2 separate regions of the Arabidopsis thaliana genome follow, and region 1 is linked to region 2. A link is a contact called in public capture Hi-C data. All regions are on one chromosome and are shown on one strand. The core of a region is the stretch at or near the end of the contact, and the rest is flanking DNA. Distances in the headings are between cores, read along the strand shown. Region 1 holds the start of ATM (Serine/Threonine-kinase ATM-like protein). Region 2 holds the start of AT3G46960 (RNA helicase, ATP-dependent, SK12/DOB1 protein).

The links. Capture Hi-C pulls out chosen DNA fragments and counts their contacts.
Region 1: a contact with region 2 is called in a capture Hi-C map of seedling, with 2.5 times the contacts expected there. The contact joins the promoter of ATM here to the promoter of AT3G46960 in region 2.

The regions. Positions count from the first base shown.
Region 1 is chr3:17,797,542-17,803,827 of TAIR10.1, forward strand. It overlaps ATM (Serine/Threonine-kinase ATM-like protein), which reads left to right and starts at 3,748. Exons shown (of 78, transcript NM_001339356.1): 1 at 3,748-3,948; 2 at 4,322-4,430; 3 at 4,517-4,660; 4 at 5,005-5,166; 5 at 5,277-5,472; 6 at 5,563-5,719; 7 at 5,839-5,975; 8 at 6,072-6,159. The coding sequence starts at 3,880. AT3G48187 (Serine/Threonine-kinase ATM) reads left to right here and starts at 87. Exons shown (of 1, transcript NM_001339353.1): 1 at 87-2,627. The coding sequence starts at 87. The coding sequence ends at 2,627. AT3G07875 (a long non-coding RNA gene) reads right to left here and starts at 2,832. Exons shown (of 1, transcript NR_141363.1): 1 at 1,440-2,832.
Region 2 is chr3:17,296,418-17,302,174 of TAIR10.1, forward strand. It overlaps AT3G46960 (RNA helicase, ATP-dependent, SK12/DOB1 protein), which reads right to left and starts at 1,805. Exons shown (of 23, transcript NM_114563.7): 1 at 1,516-1,805; 2 at 736-993; 3 at 309-569; 4 at 139-207; 5 at 1-41. The coding sequence starts at 1,650. It overlaps PHS2 (alpha-glucan phosphorylase 2), which reads right to left. Exons shown (of 16, transcript NM_114564.3): 15 at 5,454-5,644; 16 at 4,977-5,334. The coding sequence ends at 5,208.

The sequences.
Region 1 (6,286 bases), core at 2,498-4,997, 500 kb after region 2:
TTGATGATTTGGTAATCAAATATGAGTAATATGGAGTCTTGATGCAGAAAGATGATTTCTTTTTTGGCTTTTTTTGGGGTGCAGTGATGAAATTACAAAACCCAGATAAGAAAACCCTAAGAGAAGGCTTTAGTCAGGAATCTAGTGTAGTGGCTTTAGATTCTGGAGTTTTAGCTATGAGTGGTTTGAAATGCGATGGGAAATTCCCGGTCAAGGATGTATTAATGGAAGAAGGTGGTGATAAAGTGAGGAAGATTCAAGTTTCTGGGGGAAATATATCACTTGTTGTTGATTTTAGTGGAGCTAGGACTAGTTCTAACAATTTCTTTGAGTCTAATGCTAGTTGTGTCAATGAGAATCTGGTTAAAGGAAATGGGTACAGAGAAGATGAAACTCAGGAGTTTCTTGTTGGTAATCTTGTGTGGGTGATGACTAAATACAAGAAGTGGTGGCCAGGAGAAGTGGTTGATTTTAAAGCTGATGCAAAGGAGAGTTTTATGGTTAGGTCTATTGGTCAGAGCCATCTTGTTTCGTGGTTCGCTTCTTCGAAGTTGAAACCTTTCAAGGAGAGCTTTGAGCAGGTGTTGAATCAAAGAAACGATAACGGGTTTTTCGATGCGTTACAGAAAGCTATGTCCTTGTTGAGCAACTCGTTGAAACTTGATATGACTTGTTCTTGCATTGCTGATGGGAATGGAATTGTGTCAGCCCAAAATATAACAACTCGGAAGAACAAGCCTTTGATACTGCGTGAATTCTCAGTAGATCGGTTGGAACCAAAAGAGTTCGTCACTCAGCTGAAGAATATTGCGAAATGTGTTTTGAATGCTGGGGTACTCGAGTCGACAGTTATGCAGAGTCAGTTATCAGCTTTTTATACTCTCTTTGGGCATAAGCAGATACCAATGGCCCAACTACACGAAAATGAGGGTAGGAAAAGTTTCACTGCGAAGATGAGTGACAGTAAGTTCATTGGTTCTCCATCCATTTGTGCAGGTAATAGCAGGAAGAGGTTTCGGAAAGAATGGTTTAGGAAATTTGTAAGTGAGGTTGATAATGTATCTGCGAGAGACGATCTAGTAAATGTGCCTCCTTCTGATTTGATATCTAAACTCAAGCTGCTTGCTGTGGGCTACAATTGTTCGGAAGAGACTGAAAATATTGGGCTCTTTGAGTGGTTCTTCTCCAAATTCAGAATTTCTGTGTATCATGATGAAAATGCTTACAAGATGCAGTTGGCTAACATGGCTGGTTTCAAGGATTTGATGTTAGCAACAAATGCAAATCGTGGTACTGTTCAGAAAACCTTAAAGTCAAAGAAAATAGGGAAGTCAAAGATGGAGCCTCTCAATGGTGTTTCAGTTGCTGATACTGAGCAGAAGACCTTTGAGTTGCAGATATCAAAGAAGTCCAACATCGAATCTCTTAATGGTGTTTCAGTTGCTGATACTGAGCAGAAGACCTTTGAGTTGCAGATATTAGAGAAGTCCAACATCGAATCTCTTAATGGTGTTTCAACTCCAAATATTGACCACGAGGCCTCCAAGTCAAATAATTCAGGGAAGACAAAGATCAATCATATCATTGGTCACTCAAATTTTCCTAGTTCTGTTGCAAAGGTGCAGTTGGCGAAAGATTTTCAAGACAAACTGTTGGTACAAGCTCCAGACAGGAAAGCTATGACGGCAGATACACTCAGCAGACCTGCTGCTATACTTGTACCGGACCTGAACAGCGGAGGCAATGCTTTGGGTACTGCAGAGTTTGACCATATGCAAAGACCTGAGACTTTAATTCAGCATAATGTCTGCCCACAAGAGGAGAAGACACCAAGATCTACGATACTTAACTTTCAGGTGACAGCTCATCAGGGAGTCTCAGGAACTCAGTTTGTTTCTAGCCAGCCAACTTCATACAAACACTTCACGAGTGCAGACCTTTTCACTTATTCAGGGAAGAAAAAGAGAGGAAGGAAGAGGAAGAATGCAGAAGAGCTTCCAATAGTTGCACATGCCAGTGCCACTACTGGGATACCTGACTTAAATGGAACAAATACAGAGCCAACTTTGGTTCTGCCTCAAGTTGAGCCTACTCAGCGCAGAAGACGTCGGAAGAAAGAGGAGTCACCTAATGGATTAACCAGAGGAATCACAATTCTCTTCTTGAAATTTTCCTCCCAAGTGTCAATGCCTTCAAGGGACGACCTAACCTCGACATTCTCTGCGTTTGGCCCGTTGGATTCTTCAGAAACACACGTTTCAGAAGAATTTAGTGGTGCACAGGTCGCCTTTGTGAGTAGTGCAGACGCGATAGAAGCAGTTAAAAGCTTAGAGAAAGCTAACCCATTTGGTGAAACCTTAGTGAATTTCCGGTTACAGCAGAAACTGATAACCGTTCAAAGGAACATTGCCCCACGAATGCCGGTAATCTCACATGTTAGTCCAGTTCCGAAACCGAACAATATACCAACAAGTATGGATGCAATGAGGCAGAATCTGTTGATGATGACAGCAATGCTGGAGAAATCCGGGGATAGTTTATCAAGAGAGACAAAGGCAAAACTGAAAAGCGAGATCACGGGGCTTCTGGAAAAGGTTAGTTCTATACCGAGCTCTTCTTCTTCCTGAACAATCCCTAACATACATCTATGCGGATCATCTCAGGCTTTCTAATGGACCATATGTTGTAACTTATGTATCCCATCTTATGAATTGGGTTCTTCTGTTTTCAGTCTTTAGTTTGACGGTAGTTCTAGTATAAGATTAGATAATAGAAGATGTCGGCAATATTCTAATAACATCTTCACCTTTTTCCTTGATATCTCGAAGCTCTCTAGTTTATAATCTCCACCCTTCATGGGAGTTCTTGCCTAGTTGAATATTTCCAGCAAGATCGGAAGTATTTCCTTTGTACATATAAATGTTTACTTTGTGTTTCCCTTGATCTCTCTTTAGAATATGTTCCATATTGAGAGAAACTGAAAAGCTTGAGATCTTCTGTTTCTTGTTCACTTCTTAATCAAATCAAAACCATGTTGGTGTCTATACTCCAAGATAGAGTAATTACAATTGTATTCAGATAGAACTACAAAGTAGAAATCAACACCAAGAAGCAACCTCAATCGCACGGACGCAGTCCCTTAATCTAGATTTCTCTTGGAGGTGCCTTTATTAGCTTCTTTCACACACTTCTGGAGGCGAAAGAGACAGCGAAACTCATTCATTAGCTCGAGTTGTCCATCTGTATTGATTTCTCTACCACTGAGCTTCTAAACAATATAAAAGATCACAACTCAACAATGTAAGATGGCGTTGTTTAAGAGTCTCAGTTTTCACAAGTTTGAACTCTTTGCTCTTTTCCACAAAAATGGGAAAATGTAGAGGAGACGAGAAGGAAAGAAACCGATTCACCTAAAAAATGACATTTCGTGTCTGACCGGTTTAGCTCCTTCTTCAACCACATAACCGGAAAATATAACGGTTCGATTTGGGGAAATGAGTGAAATTGTAAATTGGCCTTAGTCATAATTTGGTTCGATTGGAGTATAATCACGAGAACCGGAGACTTAACGGTTCGACTGGGGCAAATCGTTTGAGTGGTAAAATGTAGGGATTTATATGTAATTTAGGTCAAATTGTGGTGAGTCCATAACATAATCTAATGGTTCGTTTGGGGCAAATTTGTGAAAGTTAAAACAATATAAGGGCCTATATAGACGGTGACATACCACAGTCCCGTCAGTGTCAATTAAAAAAAACCCTGAACCCATTCCTCAGAAATTCAAAATCAATTTCATCGGGTGACACTTGGGGTACTTTGAACTCCCCCACTCACTACCATTGTCGTGATTCTCGGATTATGCTCTAGTTTGATTTCGCCATGGTTGCTTCGAGGGATGTCCATGAGATCGTCTCCAAGCTCTCGTCAGATAAAGCCAAGACTCGCGAAGTAAACTTTTTAGTTATCCCTTTTAATCGTTTTTTGGGGTTTATGGGGAAAACGGCTGAGAAATTTCGACTTTGGTGTATATTTGTGGCGTGTTGTCTTGATTTCGTTGTGCGTAGTCGCAACGATGCTTTATTGTTTCCTTATACTGCAATACGGCTCGGTTTCTGTGATAATTTCGAGTGGGTTTGGTTTGAAAAATGTTGAGATACTTATTGATTAAGCTATGACCAATTGACCAGGGCCCCCAAGCATTGACTAGAATTTGTATCTTTCTCTGAGTAATGTGCTACTAGGTTTTTTATGTTGATCTATATATAATTCCATTTTAATGTTTCTCATGTTGATGAATTTCTTACATATTCTGTATGTCCAGGATGGTGTCAAGTTATTGAATACATGGCTCGAAGGGGAAAGGTCAATTACCTTTTGTAGATTTCTTTCGCAAAACACTGCTAAGCTAAAGTTGGACGAGATTCCAAATGGTAGGTGGTGATAATTTATTCAGTTGATGCTAATATACAGTGCATCACGCTTTAAAGTTAATCTAGAACGTTACTTCTCCTTGCAGCTGAAACGTGGCCCTTTTTGGTTAAACTTCTCCTTCAATGTGTCTCAATGGAGGTGTCAGGTAGTAAGCGACGGATGCCCAAGCCAACTTTTGCAAAGACACTTCGCGTTGTCGTTCAGCGAACAGAAGAAACTAAATTTCCTGGTGAGAAATATTTTTTTGGTGAACTAGAAACATGGTAACATGCTTTTAAATTTTTCATGGAATCACTTTGTGCTTGTAAAGACGCTTCACTCGAAGAGGCAGAAGTATCAAGTCTCTTGGTCAGAAACTTCGTAATCTGATTTTGAATGTTTCCTGTAGTTACTATGTGTTAACGTCACCTCAAAAGAGGACATTGTTGGAAAAAAGTTTTATGGAACTGGAATAAATTTGATTTTCATCTCACAGAAATGTATCTTTTTGCTTACACTTTGATGGTGCATTTACTCTGATAAAAAAGTTCAGCTTTTCCCGTGGTTATGTAACCACTCTGTTTTAATTCTCAGGTGTACAATTTCCTTTGCTATCTATGGCTAAAACCCTTTTTACTCATGTACATGATATCTTGAGCAACACACCAAGCTTTCAGTCAGAGTATGGTACCATACTCCGCCATCTTTTGGAAATTAAGGAGTACCGTTTTCAAATGAGGAAGCGTACATATTCCAGTGAGTTCTCTTCAATTCTATATCCATTAATTGTCTTGTCTTGTCATGAATCTGAAGCGTATGGTGGTATGCTGGTGCTGTGTATTATTTTAATATAATGTTTCTGCAAGGTTTGGTGCTGCTATACATGGAAAGGGCTGAGACAGGGTTTTGCGAGAAAAACAGTGGTCAACATAGCCAGAAGGAGGAAGCTTTTCGCTATATTCTTACGCTTCAGTCACTTCTAGAGAACTCCCCTGGTGATTTTCCTGATGACCTTCGAGAAGAAATTGTGAACGGCCTCATTCACATCTTCTCTTCTGTAAGGTCTGATTTTATTTGTTAGTCAGTCTCACTCAGATCTGTACCCTCCTTTGCAAATAATACTAAAATTTGGTGTACTAATAATACTTCCAGAGATGAGGGGAAGCTTTCACGCAAGCTTATTGAATGTGTAAATACGTTCTTGCTGAAGGATGGTCCTAATTTAGGCTCTTTGTCATTGGAAATTCATAATGCGGTTGAACAATTTGTGTTCCGTTGCTGGTTAACAACCCATGATAAAAACCTCAAGGTTTATTTTTTTCTTTTTCTTTTTATGGTAGCCCTTTGTTAAACATGTAATTTTTTAAATATAATTCTTTTTCATGGTCTTAAGTTTTTTCTTCTTCTTCTTCTTGTTCTGCCTTGTAGGAGATACTTGTTTCTTATGGAAGGCTACAGTTAAATTTGACAAGGGATTCTAGTGAATCTAGTTCTCTAGTGGAACAACTTTTGGACGTGGTTACTCGTGAATTGGATCTTGGTAGTTCATCAAGTTCTGCATCATGGTACATCTTTTTTGAGTCTCCTCTTTCGAGGGATAACTTCTTTAAATTCTACACATCTCGTGCAGTTATAGATTTCTAATTGAAAAAATTATTTAGGGGTGATACAACAAAGGATGAAAAGTTAGGGGCACTGAGCAGCTATCAGAATAGCTTGGTTGAGCTGGCTGCACATGTGTTCTACCGGGTACCTATTTTATATGCAAATTACTTTGCTCTTTGAGTAGCTTTACATGGCTCACAACATAGTTCCAACTCAGGCGACCATTTTTTATCTATTTTCAGCAGTGTCTAGATTTTGTTTAATCTAACTT
Region 2 (5,757 bases), core at 555-3,054:
GCCTTCTTGAACAGATCGTCAAACTGAATAGACAACTTGCTCTGGACGTATTCACAATGCGAGGCCAGTAAAAAAGAGTTTATTACCACAATTAAATGTAAAATAATTTATGTACACCAGTGACATTGATCTACAGACCGAATTTTCATCTGAAGCATTGCCATGTGAACTATGATCCTCATAAACGCTCCATGTTTGGGGATATGGCTAGAGAGTATAAAAGAAAAGAGGAAGAAACAATCAACACTGAATCGTAAATAAATTTATGAAATTACAGAATTAGATAGTGATATCATAGGATAGCATACCATCAGATCTCCAAGATCTAAACTCTGCTTAAAACTAGGAGGAACAGTTTGAGCAGGACCCCCATTGAGCAATTCCTGTACCCATTGGCCACTAGAGACACCCTCTGGAAGGACTCTCTCTGAAGACTGTGAATCCTCCAAGCCACCTGGACGGAAAGGGCGATTGTTGACACTTCCTCTCAGAAAATCCTTCGGAGGTCCTACCATTCGTGGAAAAAATCCAGAATCTTGATCCCCATACATTTGTTCTGACAAATCCACCTAACATAATATGACAATCCATTTCTCCAACTAGAGTCAGAAACAGAAAGCTAATAGCAGGTCATTTTTCTACCAAACATGTTCCAGATTCTAGGAGAATATCACTGTCTAAATGAACTAGTTTATTTAAGATAATTCACGATTTGAAAAGAAAGAAATGAGTTACCTCCACTGATTTTGGCTCCCATGCTCCGTTCTCAGTATCCTCTTTTTGACGCCTGAATGGCAACTCCCAAGTCGGAACCACAACGGACCTTGGCAAAGAGGGTTGAAGGGGCATCTTCACCCTGGAAAACCAATCAAAATCCCACTGATTCTCAGCTTTTTCAGCAGAAAACTGATCCGGTTCCAGTCTCGGGATGAGATACTTCTCCTCAATATGTTTCTTTATTGATTCTTTTGTTTCCTTGGCAAATGCAGGAGGCTGAGAAACACGCATATACGCAACCATAAATAAGCATTTGCAAAACCATAAAACTTTATTAATAACCAAAACACATCAGTGCACAAATCTGAACATGTAAGAGCATCCACCACTGGATACATTTATATGTAAAAGTAATCTGGAGTGTCTCATGTCACTGATAACTACCATTGAACAAGATTTTCTACTGATATAAACCTCTCACCACATGAAATTTCAGAAAACGAGCAACCTTTGATTCCTTTCTTCACCACATAATACCTGATAACAACTCTAAAAGTAACTCCTCCCTAATCAAGTAACCAGATAGTCCAATATTAACCCCATACGTTCCTAATTCCATTACGATTGTTGAGGGAAATACCAAGTATACTAAAATCACACTAAGACCTAGTAACTACAATACAGAAACGCACAGCTATTAACATTTCAAACGCAACAAATTGCATCATAAATCAGTGCCTAAGCGAACACAGTTTTGAAGACGTAATCAAGTTCTTGCTGCTAAATCAGAAAACTCACGGATACAAAATCGGGAAGTGAGTTCAGTGCGTCGTCTCTCTCGGCCGTGTAAAAAGGCTCGACGCGGAGGTGACCACCATGACCGGAGAATCCGACCCGGAAGCCGAGCTCATTGCCTGCTTCGACTTTGTTCATAGTGCCTTTTCTCTATACCGTTATCTTCTTCGCATTCCCTTTTCTCGCCGTCTCTTGTTCCGAACTATTCTGACTTTATCAGCGATCGGTCTGTGAAAGGAAGGAACACAACAATTAGATTTCCCTCCGGTTGAGTTCAGCGGATTCGCAACGCCTTGTCGTTTTAAAACTACAAATCAGCAATGTGTTCTGTCTTATTATACTTTATGGGCTCAAATTTAGGCCCACTTGCCAACAAATAATTATTTTAATTAATATTATCTTTTCTATATAAAAATAATAATTAAATGATAGGGATTCATATCTCTTCGAATAAAATATTTAAGTTATAGAATTTCACTTTGTTTGAGTCGGCTTTATAAAATTTGATTCTACTTTCTTCAGTTTGGATAATTAAGCATCAATCATTTTTTAGATAAATTATTATACTTGGCTTTTAGTTTAAACTTTTAAAAATTTTGGTATGGCTTTTAGAGTCACCTCTACATAAACTTCATAATCCCTTAATTAAGAAATATTTTGTAGCTTAGTAGTGTTGTACTAGCGTCATCTAGGTCTGGGGTTTCCTGTACCCGTTCGGGTTTGGATCAGGTATTTCGAATTTTTAGGTTTTCGGATTTAGAAATATACAATTCGTTCGGGTATTGTAAGATTTCGGATTTGGATTCGGAATACCCGAATTTCCAAAAATCAAATTTTTTTATAACCAAATCTATCCAAACTACTCGAAAATACACAAAATATCTAAATATTTTGAAAATGTTTTACTCAAATTTACTCAAAAGTAGATTAAATACGTAAAAATAATTTAAATATCCAAAAAATTGCATATTTTGACAATTATATTATTACAAATGTAAATATTAATAATATATTATTATTATATAGTTAAATTATGGATATGTTTGGATACCCGGTCGAACCTGTTCGGGTATTTTGAGATTTCGGATTCGGATTGGGTGCTCGGATTCGGATATTATGCCCAGCCCTAATCGTTAGTGTCATTAAGACTTCCATAATGCATAATGCATTTAGTTCACAAAGAGAGAAAAAGAAAGTTCTGTAATCCCAAGTAAAAGCAAACTAGATTTTAACCCGCGGTATACCGCGGGATGATTTATTTTTTAAAAGTAATATATATTAAAACTTGCAAATTTTATTTTTATAAAATATTTCTATTTTTACAGTTTATAATTATTATTAAGTATTTATATATATTAATTGTTATTAAAAATAATAAATTAAAGATTTAACCCGTATTGAAACGGTGGATTAATTATATTTTACTTTTTATTAATGTTGATTCAAAAACCCGTCCTTCCAAATCCGTCTTGCCAAAAAGCCATTTATTTTATTAATATTAATTTTATTTATGATATGACTTTGAATTATAATCTAAACATTTTAGCTAATAACATAGGAGTGCACCATATTTATTTAATAGGGGAATGTACCATATGACCCGAATGCACTTTTACCCAAATCCACCAAAAAAGTCTTGCAAAACTACTTTAGACCCGAATGTACCATATTTTTTTTGTGCGAATTTTTATGTGATTAAGATTTAATTGATTTTGTATATAAAATATTAAATTGTTTTACGAACTTATTTGTTTATAATTTGGTAACAGATAGATATTTGAATATTCAGTATATTTTGCTTCAGTTTAGGAAATCTTTGATGACCCGTCTTTAAATCCAATAAGCCCTATAATTAAAAGATGAATATTGTCGTTAAATGATTTTGGTAATCTTAATGATGTCATTAAAAGATTTTGTTTTTGATTAAATTTTTCTAATGGCATTATCATGTAATTAATTACAAAAATTAAGGTTACATTTAAAATGTACTTCCCAAATAATATAGTAGGACGATATGCACTTTTATACAAATCCACCAAAAAAGTCTTGCAAATATATTATAGAGATAAGAAACGATAGTCGGTTTTGATAGGTATAAGATTAGCAAATATATTAGTTCGCTTAAATTAGTTAAAGAATACAAATTGAAAAGGTATATTACACTTTATTCGAATATAGTATCAAAAGTTATATAGAGATTTGATAATTTTTTAATTGTTGAATACTTTTTTTTTGTGCTAATTTTATGTGATTAAGATTTAGTTGATTTCGTATATAAAATATTAAATTGTTTTACGAACTTATTTGTTTATAATTAGGTAACAGATAGATATTTGAATATTCAGTATATTTTGCTTCAGTTTAGGAAATCTTTGATGACTTGTCTTTAGATCCAATAAGCCCTGTAATCTAAATATTAACCTGCAGTATACCGCAGGTAGGCTTATATTTTAGTTAAACTAAAAACTTTTATTGTAAAGATGATTTAAAAATATATGATATTATTTTATTTGATTTTAAATGTATAGTAAACTGTGAGTTGTATATGTTTTGTTGATATTATCTATATTATTTAGTGTTTAAGATTATACACTTGTAGTTTGATTATTAATTTAAGAGTTTCACCTGTAGTATACCATCTTGTATTAATATCGATCTAAACCCGTCAATTCTAGGATTTTCCAGCTTGTATTAAAAATTAAATCACATCTACTATGTTATTAATTATTGTAGTATATAAGATTATAAATTTTCAATATAATATGTATGAAATTGAATATAAATATTTCAAATTATGACATGTTACTCAGTAGAAAGTTTTCTTAAATCTATTTTTCACCCGTTATAATATTTTTTCATGTATTGAACAGTTTATATTCGTTTTTAAAAATTCAAATTATGGCATATGCGAAAAAACTCTAATTATTTTTCTATAATGATGATATTATTTTTCGGCAAAAATGGAATCATATAAAGATGAGAAGTGAACTATAATAATTAATAAAAAATTAATATGATAATTTAGATATCAAATCTAATTTGTTGATTTTAATTGGTTACTTTTTTGGGAATTAATAATGTATTTCGTTTATCTAATTAAATTAAATTAATAAAAATTTAGATATCAAATCTTATATGTTGATTTTGATTGGTTATTATTTTTGGAAATTAATAATGTATTTCGTTTTTAATTAAATTTAATTAATTAAATTAGTATTTGACTTTTTAATCCTCAAAGAGATAAATTAATTTACTCTTTAAATTTTTATTTCTAATGGCATACCTATGCAATTACTTACAAAAATTAAGGTTACATTTAAAATGTACTTCCCAAATAATATAGTAGGATATTCAAATGTGTAACACAAATTCACCTAATCAAACTGTGTAATAAGAAAATGAAAATCACAATACACAAAAAGAAAGTTTGAATGAGCTGAGTGAATTTGATCGGGACAAAGAGAAATCACTAACCCAAATTCATTCATTCATATAGCATTTTACATAACGTTTTCTTTGAACAAAATCAAAATATTGCATACATCAAAAACATATACATACGAAAAGGTTTATCATTTATTTTATTTTGGTTATATTCTTATGAGATCTATATGATATATATCGACTTTGGAGCTGCGTGGATGTGGAGATGCCTTTATAAAGGCAGGTAGCGTCTATGCGAACGGTATAAGGACTTAGGGAACAGGACAAGCCTCAATGTTCCAAATCTCTTTGGCATACTGAGCTATTGTACGGTCACTGCTGAACTTTCCTGACCCGGCTGTGCTCAATATCGACATTTTCAGCCACCCCTTCCGGTCCCTGTCACAACATATTATGACTCACATTAAAGAACTTGAGTATTCATTTCAGTTCAGTTTTTGTATAAACTAAAAAAGAAACTTATGAATGGATAAGTTGGGTTTAAGAGATGGACTTACTTATAAGCTTCGTCAACTTTGGCCTGAGCGTCCATGTAGCTGGGGAAGTCATACCCAACCAGGAAGTAATCACCACGTCCAAAACCTGTGTTACCCTCAAGAGAATCAAGGAGTGGACCATAATCGTAGCTCCCAAACACTCCACTTTTGACAAACTGCTTTGCCTCTTCGAACCGAGGATCGGGTTTGAACTAATCAGTTTTTACAGGCACAAAAACGTTTCATGTCAGATAAAGTCCAGAAGCATAGGTGATTCATTATAAGGCCTTTCATGGTATGGTGGCTCGCATTTGTTCCACAGAGA